Regions from separate parts of the Mus musculus genome. Here all the other regions are linked to region 6. The links are chromatin contacts, called in public HiChIP or PLAC-seq and promoter capture Hi-C maps. All regions are on one chromosome and are shown on one strand. The core of a region is the stretch at or near the end of the contact, and the rest is flanking DNA. Distances in the headings are between cores, read along the strand shown.

What was found. Promoter capture Hi-C pulls out the DNA fragments that hold promoters and counts their contacts. HiChIP or PLAC-seq counts read pairs in DNA pulled down with a chosen protein or histone mark. Capture Hi-C pulls out chosen DNA fragments and counts their contacts.
Region 1: a promoter capture Hi-C map of liver shows a contact between it and region 6, with 5 times the contacts expected there. The contact joins the promoter of Zfp708 here to the promoter of Nsun2 in region 6. A contact is called at or near these places in 2 of 39 promoter capture datasets (the 3T3-L1 cell line and pre-B cells), 1 of 484 Hi-C or Micro-C datasets (CD4 T cells), 1 of 115 datasets of contacts at active chromatin or transcription factors (large pre-B cells) and 3 of 9 other capture datasets (adipose tissue, liver and macrophages).
Region 2: a promoter capture Hi-C map of embryonic stem cells shows a contact between it and region 6, with 3 times the contacts expected there. The contact joins the promoter of Zfp874b here to the promoter of Nsun2 in region 6. A contact is called at or near these places in 2 of 39 promoter capture datasets (embryonic stem cells and pre-B cells).
Region 3: a contact with region 6 is called in a promoter capture Hi-C map of liver, with 2.4 times the contacts expected there. The contact joins the promoter of Zfp87 here to the promoter of Nsun2 in region 6. A contact is called at or near these places in 1 of 39 promoter capture datasets (pre-B cells) and 1 of 9 other capture datasets (liver).
Region 4: a promoter capture Hi-C map of pre-B cells shows a contact between it and region 6, with 5 times the contacts expected there. The contact joins the promoter of Rsl1 here to the promoter of Nsun2 in region 6. A contact is called at or near these places in 1 of 39 promoter capture datasets (pre-B cells) and 1 of 115 datasets of contacts at active chromatin or transcription factors (large pre-B cells).
Region 5: an H3K27ac HiChIP or PLAC-seq map of thymic regulatory T cells shows a contact between it and region 6, with 10 times the contacts expected there. The contact joins the promoter of Zfp455 here to the promoter of Nsun2 in region 6. A contact is called at or near these places in 1 of 484 Hi-C or Micro-C datasets (CD4 T cells) and 2 of 115 datasets of contacts at active chromatin or transcription factors (large pre-B cells and thymic regulatory T cells).

The regions. Positions count from the first base shown.
Region 1 is chr13:67,079,774-67,082,935 of GRCm38.p6, reverse strand. Zfp708 (zinc finger protein 708) reads left to right here and starts at 1,391. Exons shown (of 4, transcript NM_001012448.2): 1 at 1,391-1,486. The coding sequence starts at 1,481.
Region 2 is chr13:67,482,723-67,485,867 of GRCm38.p6, reverse strand. Zfp874b (zinc finger protein 874b) reads left to right here and starts at 1,615. Exons shown (of 4, transcript NM_001076791.2): 1 at 1,615-1,727. The coding sequence starts at 1,722.
Region 3 is chr13:67,524,596-67,527,589 of GRCm38.p6, reverse strand. It overlaps Zfp87 (zinc finger protein 87), which reads left to right and starts at 1,359. Exons shown (of 4, transcript NM_133228.3): 1 at 1,359-1,513. The coding sequence starts at 1,508.
Region 4 is chr13:67,171,556-67,174,781 of GRCm38.p6, reverse strand. Rsl1 (regulator of sex limited protein 1) reads right to left here and starts at 1,600. Exons shown (of 4, transcript NM_001013769.1): 1 at 1,529-1,600. The coding sequence starts at 1,564.
Region 5 is chr13:67,193,169-67,196,478 of GRCm38.p6, reverse strand. Zfp455 (zinc finger protein 455) reads right to left here and starts at 1,973. Exons shown (of 4, transcript NM_001048204.1): 1 at 1,885-1,973. The coding sequence starts at 1,890.
Region 6 is chr13:69,610,401-69,613,392 of GRCm38.p6, reverse strand. Nsun2 (NOL1/NOP2/Sun domain family member 2) reads right to left here and starts at 1,377. Exons shown (of 19, transcript NM_145354.5): 1 at 1,205-1,377; 2 at 935-1,092; 3 at 351-455. The coding sequence starts at 1,300. It overlaps Srd5a1 (steroid 5 alpha-reductase 1), which reads left to right and starts at 1,930. Exons shown (of 5, transcript NM_175283.3): 1 at 1,930-2,426. The coding sequence starts at 2,146.

The sequences.
Region 1 (3,162 bases), core at 142-2,641, 2.5 Mb after region 6:
TTGCTGTTATGAATTGTAATGTAACTATGTGATATGCAGATGATCTTAAGCAACCCCTGAAAAGGGTTGTTTGACCCTCAAGGGGTCATAACTTGCATGTTGAAAATTGCTTTATAGCAGGGCGCGGTGGCACATGACTTTAATCCCAACACTCGGGAGGCAGAGGCAGGCAGATTTCTGAGTTAGAAGCCAGCCTGGTCTACAAAATGAGTTCCAGGACAGCCAGGGCTACACAGAGAAACCCAGTCTCGGAAAAGAAAAAAAAAAAAAAAAAAAAAAGGAAGGAAGGAAGAGAAAAAAGAGAAAATTGCTGTTATATAGACTTCCAGCAGAAGGTGTGGTCCAGATTAAAATTGTTATCTTCCCACCTCAGGATTGGAATTAAAGGCATGTATTTCCACCTGTTGCAGTAATTCCCCAACCCTGATACCCCAATAAGTCTATGCAAAAACCACACAACTCAGTTACATTATTTACAAGCTGCACGCTTAGACTGAGCAGATTTATCACTACACTACTCTATTCCCCAGCTGTGAGATCCCACATTATTTGCTGCCTCTCAGGGCCTTGTGGTTCTGCTCCATCTTCCTCTTATCTTCTCTTCCTCAGTCTTCTTCCTCCCTCGCTCCCTACTCTTCCCTCACTTCCTAAAACCTCTAGCCCCACCTTTCCCTTCCACTGCCCAATCACAGGCTCTAGTCTTTATTTGACCAGTTAGAATGGGGAGAAGGTTCACAGGAAATCACCTGAGTATGTGATCCACTCCTCTCAGGGGCAACCCCTCTTGAGGAAGCTGAATTAACATCAGAATACAAACAGCACCAGGGCAACCCACAACATCTACCTCACAAGTCATGACTAGAAGTGGATCCACCCACTTCAAACAAACAAAAATCCCTCAAAGGTGTCCCTTGTATTTCTTCTGGATTCCATCTAATTCTAGATGTAGTCAAGTACCAAGAATAGAAATCACAGGAGAAAAGAGTTTATTTGGTTTACATAACCTGGATTGCTGTCCATTGGAAGAAGCCAAGGCTGGAATTCAAAGAGGGCAGGAACCCGGAGGCAGGAGCTGCTGATGGTTTTTATTTTAAATCTAGTATAATTGAGTCAATGAGTTTTCCTCCTGCCAAAAGACTCTAGGAACCCCAGAGCTTTTTAGGTAACGTCTTTGATCAGAGTAAGAAGTAAACCTAATACAAGTTGCCGTCAAAGGCTGGATTTATATTCCCACAAGACCTTTGTAAATTTGAGACTTAAAAAGCAGCCTAATCCAGTGACAGGCTATAAATAGTTCTCCCTGACTTTGGTTCAGGGCAGTCCTTCGCGTAGACTTCTGGGAAATGTAGTCTCTCTTAGCATGACTCCGCTAGACCGGACTCTACTCCTCTGTGCTTCCGGTTCATTTTGCTTTTGTGTTTCTCCAAACTCTGCGGCTTTCTCAAAGTTGGAACAGTGTGGCTTGCGCTCCGCGCTCGACATGGAGGTTGGTCCCGGCTGCAGCCTAGCCTTGCAGGCCTCATGAACTATACGGGTGGGCGGGCCCGGGGTGCAGGGAGCCGGGGAGGGCTGGGCGGGAGGCGGAGAGAAGCCCACGTGGTCCTGCAGTGCGGACCTAGGCTTGGCCAGAGTGCAGGGGTGGGGCGCACGCACGGTGCAAGGAGTGATTGCTCTGTTAGGACAGAGCGGCTGACAGAGTCAATCATGTGTTTCAGGGACCTGAGAGGTGGCCTGCTACTGCGAGAATGGAGACTGGAAAGTCTAGGGTTGGTAGAGCAGGGTGGCTTGGCTGACCGTGCCAGAGGCAGGCTGTGATGAGAGCTCATACCCCACCTTGGCTGGGGAAGCTTGCTGTTAACTAGTTTTCACATTGCTGTTGTCAGATCCCTCAGGAAATCTAGAGCAAGTGGGTTTTTCTGGGCCCTCCCGTATTCAATGAGAGGCCCAGGACTCTGATTTTGAGTTCGTGTGGCTCATAGTTTCCAGGACAGTGAGTTCTGCGGGGGAGTTTGGTGTATGGGATGTTCGTCCCGTTTTCTTTGTGATAAATTGTTAGTTTTCAGGGCGGCTCACTTTGGATAGGAATCACTCCTTTACCCACTGTGACAGAACCCTCACATTCACACACCTGTATGAGGAAAAAAAAAAAAATCTCATCGAGGGGGCACTCTGAACTTTGTCCCAGCTATCACTGATCCTACAACACTGCAGAGTGGAAAATACTAGAGATTATTACCACATACAATTGCACCGGAGACTGCGATGTCAGAAATTTGGTGTTGTGTGGAAAGATTGAGAGTGAAGTTGAAGAGCTGTGGCTCACTCAGGGTCCTGTGATTGTATACAGCCAATGCTCACCCTGCCCTTTGTATACAGCCGCTGCTCATCCTGACATTTGTACTGTTTTTGCCACACTTCAGTCAAATTGATTTGTGTGCTGGAGACTGACTTACAGCATTAAAATCTATACCTGAGAAGCATGGGCTTTAAACTACATCAATACCAATACTTTCTATGTATCATCTAACAATCATTAAAATATGGACATTTTCTAATTAATGTCACTAATCTGCAGGAAACTAAGAATGTGCCGTTTTACACTGTTTAAGGTGTGAAAAGTACATTTTCTTGTACCTTAAATCTCGTTTCCTACAATGTAGAGGTGATACAGCAATAAGCACAATTATATTATAGGTCACAACACATAGATGTTTGATATCTATCTATCTATCTGTCTGTCTATCTACACTTTTACTTAATATATTTCTTAAACAGATCTATGATTGAAAATAAAACATCAGTGTATGCTGTGCTGTTTCCTGTTACATCTGCATTTGGGAGGTGGAAGCAGGAAATACAGTCCTTTGGGCATATGCTGAGTCTTATGTTGACTTATTCTTTTAGCTTTTTGTGGGTTCTCCATACTGATTGCCAGAGTTGCTGTACCAAGTTGCAGTCTTAGCAACAGTGACTGGGAGGTTCATTTTTTTCCACTCCTTCCCAGGATTTTTTTTGTCAGTTGTTTTGTTGATCTTAGCCTTTCTGACTGTAGTAAGAAGAAATCTCAAAGTTGTTTTGATTTCCTTGATGGTTAAGGACGATGAACACTTTTTGATGTTTATTTTTTAGCCATTTTTTGTTTCTTCTCTTTAGAACTCTGTT
Region 2 (3,145 bases), core at 366-2,865, 2.1 Mb after region 6:
AAGTAGATGGCTGAGGAGTAAGCAAACGCAAATCAGATCCATATGAAGCAAAATCACTGAGTTCCACTTTGTGCTTCAGATTATTCAGAGAATCTTACAGACTTCTGTTCATCAGGTTCATGTAAAGGCCAAGTTCCAAAGTGAGGTACAGTAACTAAGAGAAATATTTCTGAGACTCACTAAAACTAACTTTCTTACATGTAACAGTAATCTTCAACTCCAATAGTCCCGTACAAAAACACATACAATCCAGTTATTATATTTATAAGCAATAAACCTAGATTGGCAGAACTATACTAACTTATCCCCAGCTAGGAGACCGTTGGTTATCTGCAGTTTCTCCTGGTCACGTGGTTCAGCTCCATCTTAGCTGCTGCTTCCTCCTCTCCTGTCATCTCTCCCTCCCCATCTCTCGCTCTCCAAGATCTCCTCTCTCACCTTTCCTCTCCACGGCCCAATCACAGGCTTTTGCTTTTATTGACCAGTAAATGGGGAGAAGATTCACAGGAGAGCACCTGAGTACTTGATCCACCACTCTCCCGGGGGCCACCCCTCTTGAGGATGCAGAATTAACATGAAAATTCAAACAACATCAGGACAACCCACAACACTTACATAAGCTAAAGGTTGAAAATATGGACAAAGGATCTGCGATGGATCTGGGCGATCTTTACTGATAAACAACAGAGAGGAGGACTTTAAAATTGTTCGATACTCCGGAGGCAGAGGCAGGCAGATTTCTGAGTTTGAGGCCAGCCTGGTCTACAAAGTGAGTTCCAGGACAGCCAGGTCTAAACAGAGAAACCCTGTCTCGAAAAATCTAAATAAATAAATAAAATTGTTCGATGATTTAGTCTGTTTCTCTTGACTAACCTCCGACACGAATGGATTCCAATATTCACATGAAAACGATTTCCTGCAGTGGCTTGTGATCTGTGTACGGCTTGTAGTTGATTTCTAGAAGAGCCATTGCACAGGGCATCCAGAGTGATGGCGCTTAAGCCTTGTGGTGATCTCCTGTAAATAATCCGTGATTGTTACCTAAAATCCATGGCATTGTCTTCTTTGGGAATATCAAAAGCTTAGCATAACCTCAGTTATAAAACAATCCTGGTAAACCCGACACATTGGCTGTCAGTCCATCAGAAGCTGATTCCCCGGCGGCTTTTGCTAAAGCTTATCACATCCTGGAGTGTCTCTATCTCTTACCATCTTGGTAACTCAGTACACTGACAAATATTCACACAGGGTGTCAATACAGGAGAACGCGGCTCACTTAAGTATGTGCAGTACTGGGTATTAAGCCAAAGCCTTGAGGCAGTTTCCTCAAATAGCTGTAAATTTCACCGGAAATGAAGAAATTAAGAACTTTGCCAAGAAAATCCTCTGCCCCTTTAAGCTGGACCACAGAAACTGAGGAATGCACTCGGCTCGTTAGAACTGGGCTCAGTTCGTGGCCTCCATGCTTCTTAACTAGGCGACACTAACTAGGTGACAGACATCAATGCAGAAATCCAGGACCATTTTGTAGTACAACTCACTCTCCTAAGACTCCTGCAACGCCATCGCACAGACTTGTGGGAAATGTAGTCTGTAGCACGGTGACGTCACAGATCGGTACTTTGGTAAACAAGAGTTCAGCTTTTGGTAAGCATGTGCGGCTCTTATCCAAAGCTGGGCCAGACTCTGGTCCTGCTGTGCTCTCCCGTTGGATCTCTGACATGGAGGTTGGTCCAGGGTTCAGTCACCCCAGGGTCTGTGCGGGGTGCATAGGTCCGGAGGGAACAGGGACCGGGTGGAATGGAAGCTGGGAGGAGCTGATTTGGAGGAGCTTTCTGGACAGGGCTGGTGAGAGGGCGCTGCGGGGGTTAGTGGGACTGACCTCTGTTTAGACCGACAGAATTCAAGGAATGGAGAAGCTTGTAAGTTCAAGGATTGCCTAGGCAATGTTGGCTGGGTGAAGGTCTTTGCCTGGTCATGGTGATTCTGGGCGTTCACTTTCCAGCTTTCTGGTGGAAGTATTAGCTGGGTCACTCTCACGTGGATGTTACTGGATCGCTCAGTATGTTTAGATAAGAGGAGATCTGGTCCTTTCTGTACTTTATGGCTGTCTGTTACGGAGTTCAGGACCACTGAGAAAGATCACCAAATAAAACTAGGAATTAAAAGGTAAAAAACAAACCAACGAAACAAAACTGCTTTATTTAGAGCCACAATCTCCTTTGCCAGTTTGAGAACTGCTGCAAAAGGGTAGACAGGGGTTGGAATTCTTTAAGTCACAAAACACAGTTGTCTCAACTTGGGATGGTCTGCTTCATAAGGCATTATATTTTTTGTTTGTTTTCTGAGCAAGCACAGCTAAGAGAGATTAAAAAAAGCAGAATGCATGTCCGGTTACTATTGTTTGCTGTTTGTTTTTGTTGCTGTGTTGTACAACGCTCAGTTGGAAATGGAGCTAGTCTTTAATTCATCGCACATGCAGTTATTCTTGTCTTGCTTTGAGGTGACAGAACTTGCTAGGTTCCAGGGTCAGAGTCCTGAAGGGAGCATTGGTGTACGTGATATTTATCCCACTTTCTTTGAAATGAATTGTGGATTTAAAGAAGATTCACTTGGAATAGGAATCCCTCATGGAGGCTGTTCAGTTCCTCACTTGAAAGTAGCTTGACACCCATGTTTGCTAAAAGGATATTGAGCTGTTTCTCTTTTTTTTTTTTTTTTTTTTTTTGGTTTTTTCGAGACAGGGTTTCTCTGTATAGCCCTGGCTGTCCTGGAGCTCACTTTGTAGACCAGGCTGGCCTCGAACTCAGAAATCCGCCTGCCTCTGCCTCCCGAGTGCTGGGATTAAAGCCGTGCGCCACCACGCCCGGCTTGAGCTGTTTCTCAATGGAGGATTAATTAAAATCTTCCTAAGAAAGACAGATTTTAAAAAATTGCCTCCAGGGTTAGGAACCTTAGAGGTTGTAAAGCATGGGATTGTAAAATCTGTCACAAGGTGTTAACAAAGGACACCAGAGGTGCCCTCACTGTAAGATTGCACACACACTGCCTGTTTCAGTTCCTGACCCTTGGTCAAACTCTTTCGTAAATGTACAGTTCAGATTTGTGGATTTTGTGAATGAGCTGTCTGTCCTGACTGACAAAC
Region 3 (2,994 bases), core at 110-2,609, 2.1 Mb after region 6:
TCCTCATTAAGGGGGAGTTTTATGGGTAGTGCCATTCTAATGCTAGAGGTGGGGGGAGGGAGTTTCAGGCTGCTGCAGGAGGACACAGCACAGAAACCAGCTGTCTGTGTAGCATACTTGTCTAGGGCTAGAGGGAAGATGGGAGCTTCTGGCCAGGGGGGTGGGGGGTGGGAGCAAAAAATGCAGAGACAAACTGTGCACAACACTAAAGTATCTCTCTAGTATCAGCAATTCGGAGGTTACAACACATGCTTAATCACTGCAAGGAGAACTAAGTAGGAAAAGAGAAGTTGAGTTCTCCACAGTGATAAAAATACCATGGATAGTGGTAGCACATGCCTTTAATCCCCGCACTTGGGAAGCAGAATCAGGGGGATCTTTGAGTCCAATGCAAGCCTGGTCTACAGAGCAAGATACCCCATGCCTAATGCAGAGAGAAATTCTACAATGGATGATGGACCAGAAGTCCGTACAATGCTAAGAACTGTGCCCTCCTTGGGAGAGAAGCAGAAGAGATACTCACAGGCTCAGAGACCACCTGCTGTTAAACACTTCTCTGTTTGTGGTGAACCAGGGAGACGTGGGTGATGTTCTGGTATAGTTCTCATAAAATTAAAGTTCTTATGCAGATTAATGAATGAAAGTGTAAGCAAGGGACAAATGGAGAGATCAAGGATCCACCAATGGATTCTGGAAAGTCTTCACATGTAAATGTGAGGGTAGTACTTATAACCTCGTTCAGAGATTTTTTTTTTTTAACGTCTATGTCTCTGACCTACCTCCTTCACTGTATGGATTCCAGTGCTCACAGGAAAGTGTTTTTGTTTGTTTTCCCAGCTGTGGAGTCTAATGCATGTATGCTCACAGGCTTGTCAGCACACATGGAAAAATGGAGTATGTACAAGTTGAGCATTAAATTAAGTCTTCCTTCATTCTAGGCACGTAGTCTACCCCCTTTGCTAGTTTTGTACTTTGTATTTTGAGACAAGGTCTCTGTAAAGTGCCTAGAACGCTTTGGATTTGTAATCCTTTCATTTTAAACACCGAAGTTGATGTCAAAAAGCATCTCTAAGTAATAGCACTCACTCCACTTTAGCCTCTTGTTTCCTTATTTTAAAGTACAATTAAATGATTGTCAACTTTTGGTGCAGGTTCCAATTTTATAATTAGTAGACGAGTTTTTAAACTACAGTTTGACCAGATACAACTAATAACCCCTCCTATCAAAGCCTCAACGGATGTTCTAGCACGTCCGTTTTACAACCGGAACTTTTAAAGCAGCCTGACTGTGGGCTTTTGTCCCAGTGCTGACACCTCTCCTTTCTTTCCACCCTCCTCCGCTGTCAGTAGGGAGAACACAGAACTCTGGGAAATGTAGTCGTGCCCTCTGTGACGTCACAAGCAGCCGCTCTGCGAACCGCACTTCCGCATCCCGTCTGCAGACGTTTGTCTTCCCCTAAGTTAGCGGTGCTGTGTCCTGCTCCTCGCTCTCGATCGGATCTCTGACATGGAGGTTGGTCCAGGGAGCAGTGCAGCCTGAGGGAATGTGCAGGGGAGTGGTCCAGCTTGGAGGGAGCGGAGCCGAGGTGGACCAGAGGCAGGGAGAAGCCGAGTTGGTGATGCTGTGCTGCTGACCTAAGCTGGGCCAACTGAGCCTGGATGCAAATCTGGGTGGGGAGAGCAGTATGGGGGTGGCGCTGTGAGTGAAAGCTTTGTTAGGACGCGGCTGTATACGCTTCTGGGGTGGGAGAGCTGGCTCTGTAGCACAGAAATGTGGAATGGTGGAAGGTTCAGTATTGCCCCCCCGCAGGGTGGGCCGGCCCTCTCCTTGCGCCAGAGGTGTAAATGGGAGCCCACATTCCTGCTTGCCTTAGGAAGTCTGTTGGCTGTGATCACTTGGCCACTTGACTGTGGTCAGATTTCTCAGAACTTCTAGATCGAGTGGAGATCTGGCACCTCCTATTTATGGCCAGCCTAATATTCTTGGTTTGAGTTAATAGCTGCTCCTCGTTTCCAGGGACAGAGTTCTGCTAAGGAGGTTGGTGTATAGGATGTTAGTACCATTCTCTTTGGAATAAATTGTTAGGTTTTTTTTGGTGTGTTGTTTTGAATGAGAATATTTCATGGCCACCTCCGTGATCTATATCTTCACACTTAACACTCACATGTAGAGACAGTCTAATGTTCTAAAGGAGAAGGCTTATTCAGGATATTATTGATCCTACATTGTAGAGTAAAATACTAGAAAATACCGTATCCACTTATGTCAGAGATTGTGTAATGTCAGAAGCTTGGACTCCTTTTCTGAAACAAATGAGGGGGTGATGGGAGCAGAGAGATGGCCTGGAGATTATTAGTGACTTCGGGGAAAGGACTTGAGTGTCCCTGGGGAGGAGAAGTGACCTTGAATACCTAACAGTGTTTACGTTGCTCTTCAATTGTGAGCTTCTCTTCTATCTCTGGACACTGCACATCTAAACCTCCCTTAACAACTACTCTATCACTGCCCCGACTGTGGCACTCAGGTTCCCTGTTGCTCCCTGAACATTTGCCAGTTTATCCACGTCAGAAAGATTGAAAGGTGAATTTGAAGAGCTTTTGCTCAGTTAGGGTCCCTTGCCCATAATAGACTCCTTGGCCTGTCTCTTGTATAGTTTTGTAGTTCACAACACTTTAAGTCAAATCAAGTGTTTGTGTGGCATTAAAGCCTATTATTCATAAGGAACATGGGTTTTAAGCCACCTTCAGTATGAATATTTCTGTGGACTATGTAACTGTTATGTAAAAGACAGAGACTTCCTAGTTAATGTCACTGGCCTACAGGACAAGAACAGCATTGTGTTTTCCATTATCTAAAGTGGGAAGAGTACACTACCTTGTGAACCAAAAGTGGTTTCCTAAGAAGTAGGCATGAAGCAGAGGCATGCTGTCCTGTAACTTACAGACCTTTCCAGTATATATACTTTAAACACACCTGTGATTGAAAGAAACCAA
Region 4 (3,226 bases), core at 351-2,850, 2.4 Mb after region 6:
GTTTTAAGAACTCTTGCATCTCCTGACAGTGACAGAGATATATTTTCAGAGTTGGGCAGATCTAAAGATTAGCAGGACATTGGTGGGAAGTCAACATGAGAGGCAAAGAGAGGGCTGGATTCCTGATCAGGTTCCAAACAATACAGACTTCCCATTCCCTACCAGCCTGTCTATACTACACAGTGCTTAAAATACATACAACACAGATCACGAAGCAGCAACTCCTAGGTTGGGTCAAGAGTCAAAGAGTCTCTGAGTATGGAGTGAGGATTAAAGACAGGAGAGGCAGAAAAGATGCAGAGCCAAGAAATAGACTTGGGAGGATTGCTGGTCAATACCACAGCAGCCTCGAGTTTATTTTTCACCGCCCTTTTATACCTCATATTACCATGGGAAGCAAAGTTACAAGATAACAGAAACAATGGCAGAAATATACACAATGTCCATAAACTTCCTCAACAAGTCCAAGCCCTGATAATGTCATGTTGACCGGAACCATTTGGGGCCAAGCGGACACTCTCTTTTTAAAAAATTCTCGGGGCTGGTGAAATGGCTCAGCTGTTAAGAGCACCGACTGCTCTTCCAAAGGCCCTGAGTTCAAATCCCAGCAACCACATGGTGGCTCACAACCATCTGTAATGAAATCTGATACCCTCTTCTGGAGTGTCTGAAGACAGCTACAGTGTACTTACATATAATAAATAAATAAATATTTTTTTAAAAATTCTCAACTGTAAAGTAGGGATGGAGGTCCTGTCAAGTTTAGTAAACACAGCCCTCAAGGTGAAACATGGTGTGAGCTCCTTTTGATCCCACTCTGCCTTGTAGACATTCCTGCCTGTGTGTCCACTGCATGTGTTTCTTCAACCCTAGTCCAAGATTTTCCGTGCATTCAGACAGATATGTTGGCTATGTCCCAGAATTCCCCAACACGACAGCTGTTGTAACTCGGATTTTTCCTCTCTTAATTCTTTACTGGCAGCGAAAAATGAACACAGTCAGACCTCAAGGCCATTGCTATAAGCTGGCTACAGAGTACACGGGGACCAGAAACCCTTTTACTCTAAAGACACAAAGGACTCTGGCAGCATCCAGGTGAGATGGGGGCAGCCAGGGACGCGCGCTTCCAGCAATGCAGGTCTGTGAGCTCTGGCACTCTCTCAGGAGCAGGTAGTCAGCTCATCACCATTAGTTTGCAATCTAGTCCTCCACTACCAAGCTGCTCCAGTGTACCAGAGAACCAAGGCAGACTCGGGCTGCTCTCGGTGTTCTAAAGGAAACCTTCACTCAGGACACAATCCCAAAAGGCCAGTCCCCTCACTCCAAAACTGCAGCCTCAGTGGCCCCAGCCAGTTCAGCACAGCCAGTCCTGGCAGCTGCTTCCGCCCTCCCACCCAGTCCTCAAGCGCTCCCTCCAAGACAGAGCCCAGCTCCCGGCACTGAACCCCAGGCTATGCTGCTTCCTGAACCAACCTCCTTGACACAGATCCCGCACAGAGCCCCAGGCTACGCTGCTGCCTGGACCAACCTTCTTGTCAGAGACAACTGGAATAGATAGCCGCATACGATTTCCGCCCAACCTTAAGAAAGACGCACGAGTACAGACCTGAACTCAGAAGGGGATTTCCTGGAAGGCTCCCAGTGGTCACAGTGGTGCGGACTACATCTCCCAGAAGTCTGTGCGAAGGAAATCCCAGAACCCAGGGTGGGTGAAGTCTACTGTTTGGAGAGTTTTGTGGATGGGAACACACAGTTGAAGGTGCAAGGAGGAAGCCTTATCTGCAGAAAAGCTGTGGGTAATGAGATTGGTTTTCGACCCCAGAACCACATCGGAGATGTATGGATTTGAGTCAAGCCTTTGACAGAAACTTTTGGCTTACAAGTCATTTCTAGTAGTAATTTTAATATTACTACTTCCTGGCCGGGGGGGGGGGGACGGGACGGGGGGCACGTTGACTTAGTTGTTCGTTAAATAAACAAAGCAATACACTAACCAACGTGGCAAGGAAAACTAACTTTATAAAATGTTTGAAACCAGCCTTGGCGTTCCTGACTATGCTCCTAGCTCCTCAGTGGCTTTTGACAAATGGACTTGGGATACAAAGCTGGCTTGGTGTCTGCCCCAACAAACTTGTATACTGTTGTTTGTGTTTCTACTTTTTGAATATATAGAAACAATTCCTCCAGGGCATTGCTAATATTACACATACAGAAACACATGCTGTTTGAGCAGGCCAAGGAGGTTGACTCTGAAGATAAAATTTGACATCCCCATGCCACACCCAAGCATGTGTGTATCTAACATTCCTCTAAATCTCTTGTCCTGAGTTAATGCCCCGGACTCTCAGACATTGGAAAGAAGATCAACAAGAAGCCCATGGAGGCATTGATTAAAACCAGCTAACAGGCTACCTATGTCCAACAGAGACTACTACTGTTGATCTGTTGGTAGAAAGGTGTCTGTAATAAAAGCAGGTCACACATCCAGTCATTTCCCCTACTTGTTGTATGCAGGTGAGACATAAATGCACAAGGCTTTGAGTTGTACTGTAGAAACAAGAGTGTACAGAGCACAAACATTTTAAAGTGGTATACACCCTCACCACAATAGTTGAGTAGCCTGCAACTAGGATTTCCTTCTGAGAGCCCTCAGAAATCAGTGTACATGGGGCTGCTAACAAAACAGCCAGGGGATCACATGGAGTCAAAGCCTTGTCCATTCCTTAGATCCTGTGAACTAAAGGCAGGTACTAAAAAATCAGCTGCAGTGGAGTCTACTCCACTGTGGAACACAGACCCAAAGTAGCCTCTAAGACTACATAAGCATAGACTTAAGAGTTCAATCAATGTATTTTACTTATCCATCGAAATATATAGGGTGAGCATACCAAGTGATGATAGGCAATGCACGCTTAGAAACATCGGTACAGAAGATCAAAGAACAAAGGAAAAAAATCTTGAATCCACAAAATTGTGAAAACTTATTGATAAGGTATTAAACACACAATCCCAGTGGCATGGTTTAATCTTTGAATTCTGTATCCACAAAAGGCATGCATTTTAAATCCTTATTATTGAGTATGTGATAGGAAAACATTTGAGAAATTTTTCATCCTTCACAAAGAGCTCTTGGGATGAGTTTCATTAGCATGAGCGTAAGCGATTTGAGATGCACTTAAGTGTAATGTTAGTCTTTCACAATGATTTCATACTTAGGTCTGCAGAA
Region 5 (3,310 bases), core at 724-3,223, 2.4 Mb after region 6:
ACACAGCAAGGTTCATACATGAGTTGTACAGACAAGTAACTCCTTCCCTCATACTAACATTAAGAGGCCTGGGAGATCAGGGGGACAACTACACACCAAGGGGACCTGGACTTAAACCTGTGCAAGAGGACGGCATCCCACACTAGCAGTTTCCTTTACTGGTTGCAGACAGCAGTACCCATGTGAGGGACAGTGGAGGACGTGGGCTTGTTCCAGCTAACTGTAAGAAGCATTTGCAAGCAGCTAAACCTCTGGGACAGGAACACAGGAAGATATCCCAGAAAAAGAGGCAGAAAATGACACATGAACATAAACTACAGTAGCCTGCATCATTCAAGAACTGCAGAAAGGCAATGAAGAAATGATGGAGTCTCTGCCTAGATATGGACGGAGCAAACTGGAAGAATTCAGGGAAGACCAGAAGAAAGCATCCTCAGGTCATGGCAGAATCTAACACAAACTTAACTATCCAAAAGGAGTGAACATTCACTGTCAATAGGAAGAATAATCAAGCAAGGGAAAGAGGAGAGTCCTTCCTCACACAGTAAATCCAAACAAATAGTCACCCAAATGTACCATCTTTAACAAGAGCATGTTAGTGAAAACAAAGTTTGAATCCCACATGGATTGGGTCGGCAGAAGGGAAGCATGTGTACTTTGTAAGACACCAAAGTGTTGATTGCAGGGGTTTTCCACGGCTCTCACTGGAAGACATGGAATGAATCATAGAGAGTATTTCTCACGTCCATCAAGCATGATTAAATGTTTTCTGACACAGACTGAGGTAGCCTACATTGGCCTTGAATTTGCTATCAAGCAGGGGTTGACCAGAGGGTCCTGCCCCTCCCCCTCACAAATACAGAGATGACAGGAATGTGCCTCACAGTAGGCTCAAGTGTCTTTCTATCACAGGTCTGTTTACTTTAAGTCACAAGAATACACACAGGTCTGTGAGCTCTTCCTTACCCTGCTGACCTGACACAAAAGCCTGGCCCCCTAAAACAAGGCCACGCGAGATTTTCACCAGATACTAATACCCTGCTCATAAACGTTCTCAGGTTCAAGGCCTGATCAAGGCACGTTGACATAATCATAGTGTGCCAAGCAGACATTGTGTCTTATTTACAATTATTCAACCCTACTTTATGAACAGGAAACCTATCCAAGGTTTAAGGAAACCCAGCCCTCAAGGTAAAACCAGGTGGCAGGTTGCCTGCTTTGCTGACTTCCCTCTGTGTATCCACTACATGTGTTTCCTCACCTATAGTCAAAGACTCTCAGTGACCTCCCATCCTGGCAGATCTCTCTGCTCTGTTCCAGATTTTCCCATCTATGACCTGTTGGGACTTGGATTTTTATTCTCTCTTAATTCCTTAACTGATAGGGAAAATGAACATAATCAGGACCGTAGGAGGAGGCCAGGTACAGAGGATAGTGGGGCCAGGTACCCCATTTGCTCTAAAGGTACTGACTGGGGCATCTGACAGCATCCACCTGAGAATGGGGCAGCTAGGGGAGCATGCTTCCCAGCAAAGCTGTCAAAGAGTTCCCAGCACTGCCTCAGGTGCAAGTAGTCATCTCACCATCACTAGCTTGCAATCCTGACCCCTGCTACCAGTCTGTTCCTATGTCCAAGACACCCTGCGGTGTCCTATGAAAACCCTCACCTCAGACACAATCCCAATCGCCCCATTCCTGGTCCAGAACTGCAACCTCACGTGACCCAGCCAGATCAGCACAACAAATCCCAACAGCTTCTTTTCTTCCGTTCTCCCTCCAAGCCCAGGTCCGCTCAGTCCCCACCTTCCCCACACCCACTCTCCCCGCCTTTTCCCAGCCCGATGCTTGCACAAAGCCCCAGGCTGTGCTGTTTCATGAACCAACCTCCATGACAGAGACAACAGGCGTGTACAGCCGTTCAGGACTCTCGCAAAAACTTTGAGGAAGGCACAATGTACAAAACGAAAGCTAAAGTGGGATTGCCTGGATGGCTCCTCGTGATGGCACAGTTGCTTGGACTACATATCCCAGAAGTCTTTGCGAAGCTATTCCTGGAACTGAATGTGGTCTTTCCCTGGTCTTAGATTTGTAGCCTTCTCTCTGTTTTCTTTACTATTATACTATGGTAGGTACTATGGTAGGTACTTGGCCTACTTTAAAGCGCTCGACTCTAATGTAGACTCTGTCATAATACTCAGTATTGCAAATAAATAAATAATACTTGTTCCTTTGCAATTACACTCTGCATGAGACATACATGGATCAGATTCCACATCATGAAAAACAGTTTTGTGTAAATATTAGGATGTATATACTGTGGTTAGTTGGTCAGGGACACATTGAGAGTATAGATCATTTAACAAAGTTAAAACTTTAAAATGTTAATATATATTTAAGAAATTCCTTTTTAGTGGGAGCTGTACTACAATTTTAACGGTCTCCAATGGTTGTTCACAAACACAGGTACACATAAGCCACTGGGTATGTTTGCCCGTTGTTGATGTTGTTGTTCCTTCCCCTGCTCAGATTACACTTGGGAGGACACAGCTCCTGAGGTCACACTGGTATGTGTACTGGCCACTGGCCCATTATCCATTGTTAGAATTCTCTCTGCAGAGGTCTGATCTTTCTTACTCAATTTCCTTTCCCTGCTCTGATCTACAAGTGTTCCTATGTGACAATATTTTGAAAGTCAAAGCATCTGCCCTGAACTAACCTCAGTTTCTCAAAATCAGGACAGAGAAATGATTATTTCAAAAACAAATCAGAAATATCAAATAAGTTTATTGGAATTTGACAATCAAATACGTTAAAAAAAAACACCATACTCTGTAACCTGGAAGCCTCTGAGAGTTTCACTTTCATCTGTTTCTAAGAAAGACAATTCACTTCTCAACATGCCCATAGACTTTAATAGTCCCAAGACAGTCAAAGCCCAAAGTCTCTTGATGTTGTAATTCAATCAATTGCTTATTTCAAAGTGCTTACAAGATTACTCCTTCAACCTACCATGGACCAGTGGAAACCTGCCTTTTCCAAAAGGAGGAATAGTGACCAGGCAGGGAAGGATAAGAATAAGTTCGAGAGGAATGTGCTGTGAAAACCTAACCCCTACATCATCATATGCATTGGGTCTGTGGTTGCTGAATCATTTGGATGTCAAAGAACAGTGTCAACCTAAACTTCATCTGTGTGTTCTAAAGCACAGACATCCCCTTTCTAGATGTTGCTATGTTTCTAACATGAGGCTATGGTGGGGTTCCAAGTCCACTTAGCTGTCACCTGCATGTTTTATGAAGTGTGATCCCAC
Region 6 (2,992 bases), core at 128-2,627:
CCAGAAATCCTGTCTCGGAAAACAGACAAACAGATGCTTGAAAAATACATCCAGGGACTAGGTACACGGCTCAGCAGTTAAGAGTACTGTCTGCTCTCTCCCTCCCAGAGGTCCTTCCCAGCAACCACATGGTGGCTCACAACCATCTGTAATGAGTCCTGTAATGCCTTCTGGTGTGTCTGAATACAGTGTACTTATATATAATAAACACGTAAATCTTTATAAGAAGAAAAAAAAAGGAAAGTACAACCAAGCTCTTTAAGCCGACAGTGACTTTAGAGCTGAGAAGTGCATTAAAGGGGGTTGGGGACCTAAGAAACACCCAGCACGAGGAAGCATTCTGTACCCACCAGCTTAGTGGTTGTGGAACTTCAACTTTCTGTCCATCTACTTCCAGGTCCTCCAACTCCTTAAAGTACTTGTTCTTCAAGCAATGGAGAATCTCTTTGGCATGGCTATGGAAAAAAAAAAAAAAGCAAGTTTCACAGTCATCTAAGAAGGTGAGTTGGTAAGATTTAATAGCTTTAAGATTGCCAAGTGTTTTAAACGTAAAACCAGTTCTGAGAAGACGTTCCATAAGCGCTCCGGGGTGTGCAGACTTTTTAACACCTAGGCCCTGTTAACATCTAAGAAAGCAACACCATCAATTTTCTAACTCCCTCCAGTTCACTGTTCTGTTGGACACACCTTACAAATAAGGTAAAAGCAATACTGCATTTTGTCACAGCTTCAGTTTTTAATTGCCACGAGTCTTGCGGACAACGTACTTTGACGTGCAAGAGAGGCAAAGATTCCTGCTGCTCTGATGGTCCCCCATAGGACCCAAGTCTTTCCCGGGTCGCGTTTTCTATTCATATTCTAATGTCCCACCGAGGACGTTCCTGTGCACTACAGCCCCCAAGTCCACACCTCAGAAAAGACACAGCAAACGTACCTTTTGTACCCAGTGATTCTCAGTGTGGCTGGGAGAGGTTCTCGGAGTGACTCCATGAATTGGTCCCATTCTCCCTCTGGCACGATCTTGAGTTCCTGATAGTAGTGCTCGAAGAGCTTGTTCTCCTTTACGATCTCGGGATAGCCACCTTCCCAGCCCTGCCAGGAAAGCGACAGGTGAGCAAGCTCCGACCGACACCCGCGAACCCGGCCCACGAGCAAGCTCCGCACGCGCGAGCCCACCAGACACCCCTCTCGTCCCCGCGCCTACCGCCTGGCCTCGCTTTCTGCCGCCGTCGCTGGCGTCTTCCTCGCCCTCAGGCTGCGGCGGCTGCTGGAACCGCCGGCCCCGCGCCCGCCGCCCCATGGCCCACGCGGCTGCACACGCGGAGCGCACACAGCGACCCACCAAACCGCACGCACGCTGCACTTCCGGCTGCATCCCGAGGACCCCGCGGCTGGGTCCTAGCAGAGGCAGTCAAAAAATATGCCTGAAAGACACAACATGCTCCCGCCGAGAACTCACGCAAAAAAAAGGGTGGTATTCCTATAGAGAACGTGTTTCCTCAAATCAACCTTAAACGCCACTGAGCGTGAATCTCCCCGTCTTACACAGAGACTCAGGCACCTGCATGGACGACCTGATCGTAGCGCGTGCGCAGAGAGTCATGGAGTGTTGTCCGATCTGTCGCTGTCCGGGTTAGACTGTGGAGGGGCGTGGTTGCAAGTTAGGCGGGGCGGAGCGAGAGTCTGTTTCGAGCGAAGAGGCGGGGTCTTTGCTGTGTAGGCGGGACTTTGTGGGTGATGCGAGGCTCTGGTGCTCCGCTGTGGCGCTGAGGGGGCGGAGCTCCGGCAGAACTTTTCGCGAGCCAAAGGAGCTCTCAGCCAATGTGTGTAGCGCTCCAAGATCGGGCGGGGCTCTGAGGAGCGGGGCTCGAGACTAAGGCGCCCTCCCCCCGAAGAGGCGTGGCTCCCTGTGTGGGCGGGGTTTTACCCAATCGTTCTCTCGTTTGGATTACGGGCGGGAGGGTATCTTCTGGTGGTGCTAGCCTGTGCTCCTGTCTCCGCCCGAGCAGGTGGCTCGCCCCTCCCCTGGGCAGGTACACCCTGCTGGAGCGCTGGCCCTTGTGGGCTGCTCTGCGCCCTCCTCCTGAGCTTATATGTGGCTCCACTTGGACATCCGAGCATGGAGCACGCTGCTCGACCTCAGCTATGGAGTTGGATGAGTTGCGCCTACTGGATGCGCTAGTCTACCTGGAGGGTTTCCTGGCTTTCGTGGCCTTCGTGGGGCTCCAGATGGTGGGCTCTTCCTACGGCCGCTACTCCTCGCAGTGGTCCGGCCGCCGAGTGCCCGCGCGACCTGCCTGGTTCCTACAGGAGCTGCCTTCAATGGCCTGGCCGCTGTACGAGTGCATCCGTCCTGCAGCCGCCCGACTGGGCAACCTGCCTAACCGCGTCCTGCTAGCTATGTTTCTGATCCACTACGTGCAAAGGTAATGGTCTTCCCTCCTGCGCTTGCTCCCGAGGACCCGCGGCTCAGAGACTTAATTCCGAAATACAAAGGATTGTCTAGAAAGGGAGGTAGAAAGGACCGCACAGAAGCGGTGGAAGTTCGTGTCTGGTCAGGGATAGTGGCACAGTGGTCCGGATTTCTTCCCTGCCCATCTGCAGACTCCGCCCTAAGGAGTATCTGCGATGCCATCCAAGCTGCATTTCTACTGTTTCCCCCTTGGGGAATCTATCCCTGGTAGCCTGTCCCATAGCCAGGTGACCTAGCTTCAGCTTGCTAACAACCTACTCTGGAACCACTGTGGACCCCGAATGTGGACTGGAGCAATTTCAGAGATGTTTTGCTTTCTCTGTGTGAGATGGTATGAATCTTTCCCAGGAGGTGTTATGTGAAAAATGTTTTAGTGACCGCCTCAAGTCTTTGGGTTTTCTAATAAACTGGACTGGACTGTCTCTAGGTCTTATCTTTAACTGACCCAACATTTATTAATAACGTTTAAATGTTTTCATCTAGATTCTGAAAAGTGCACAATTAAAAAAAAAAAAGGAT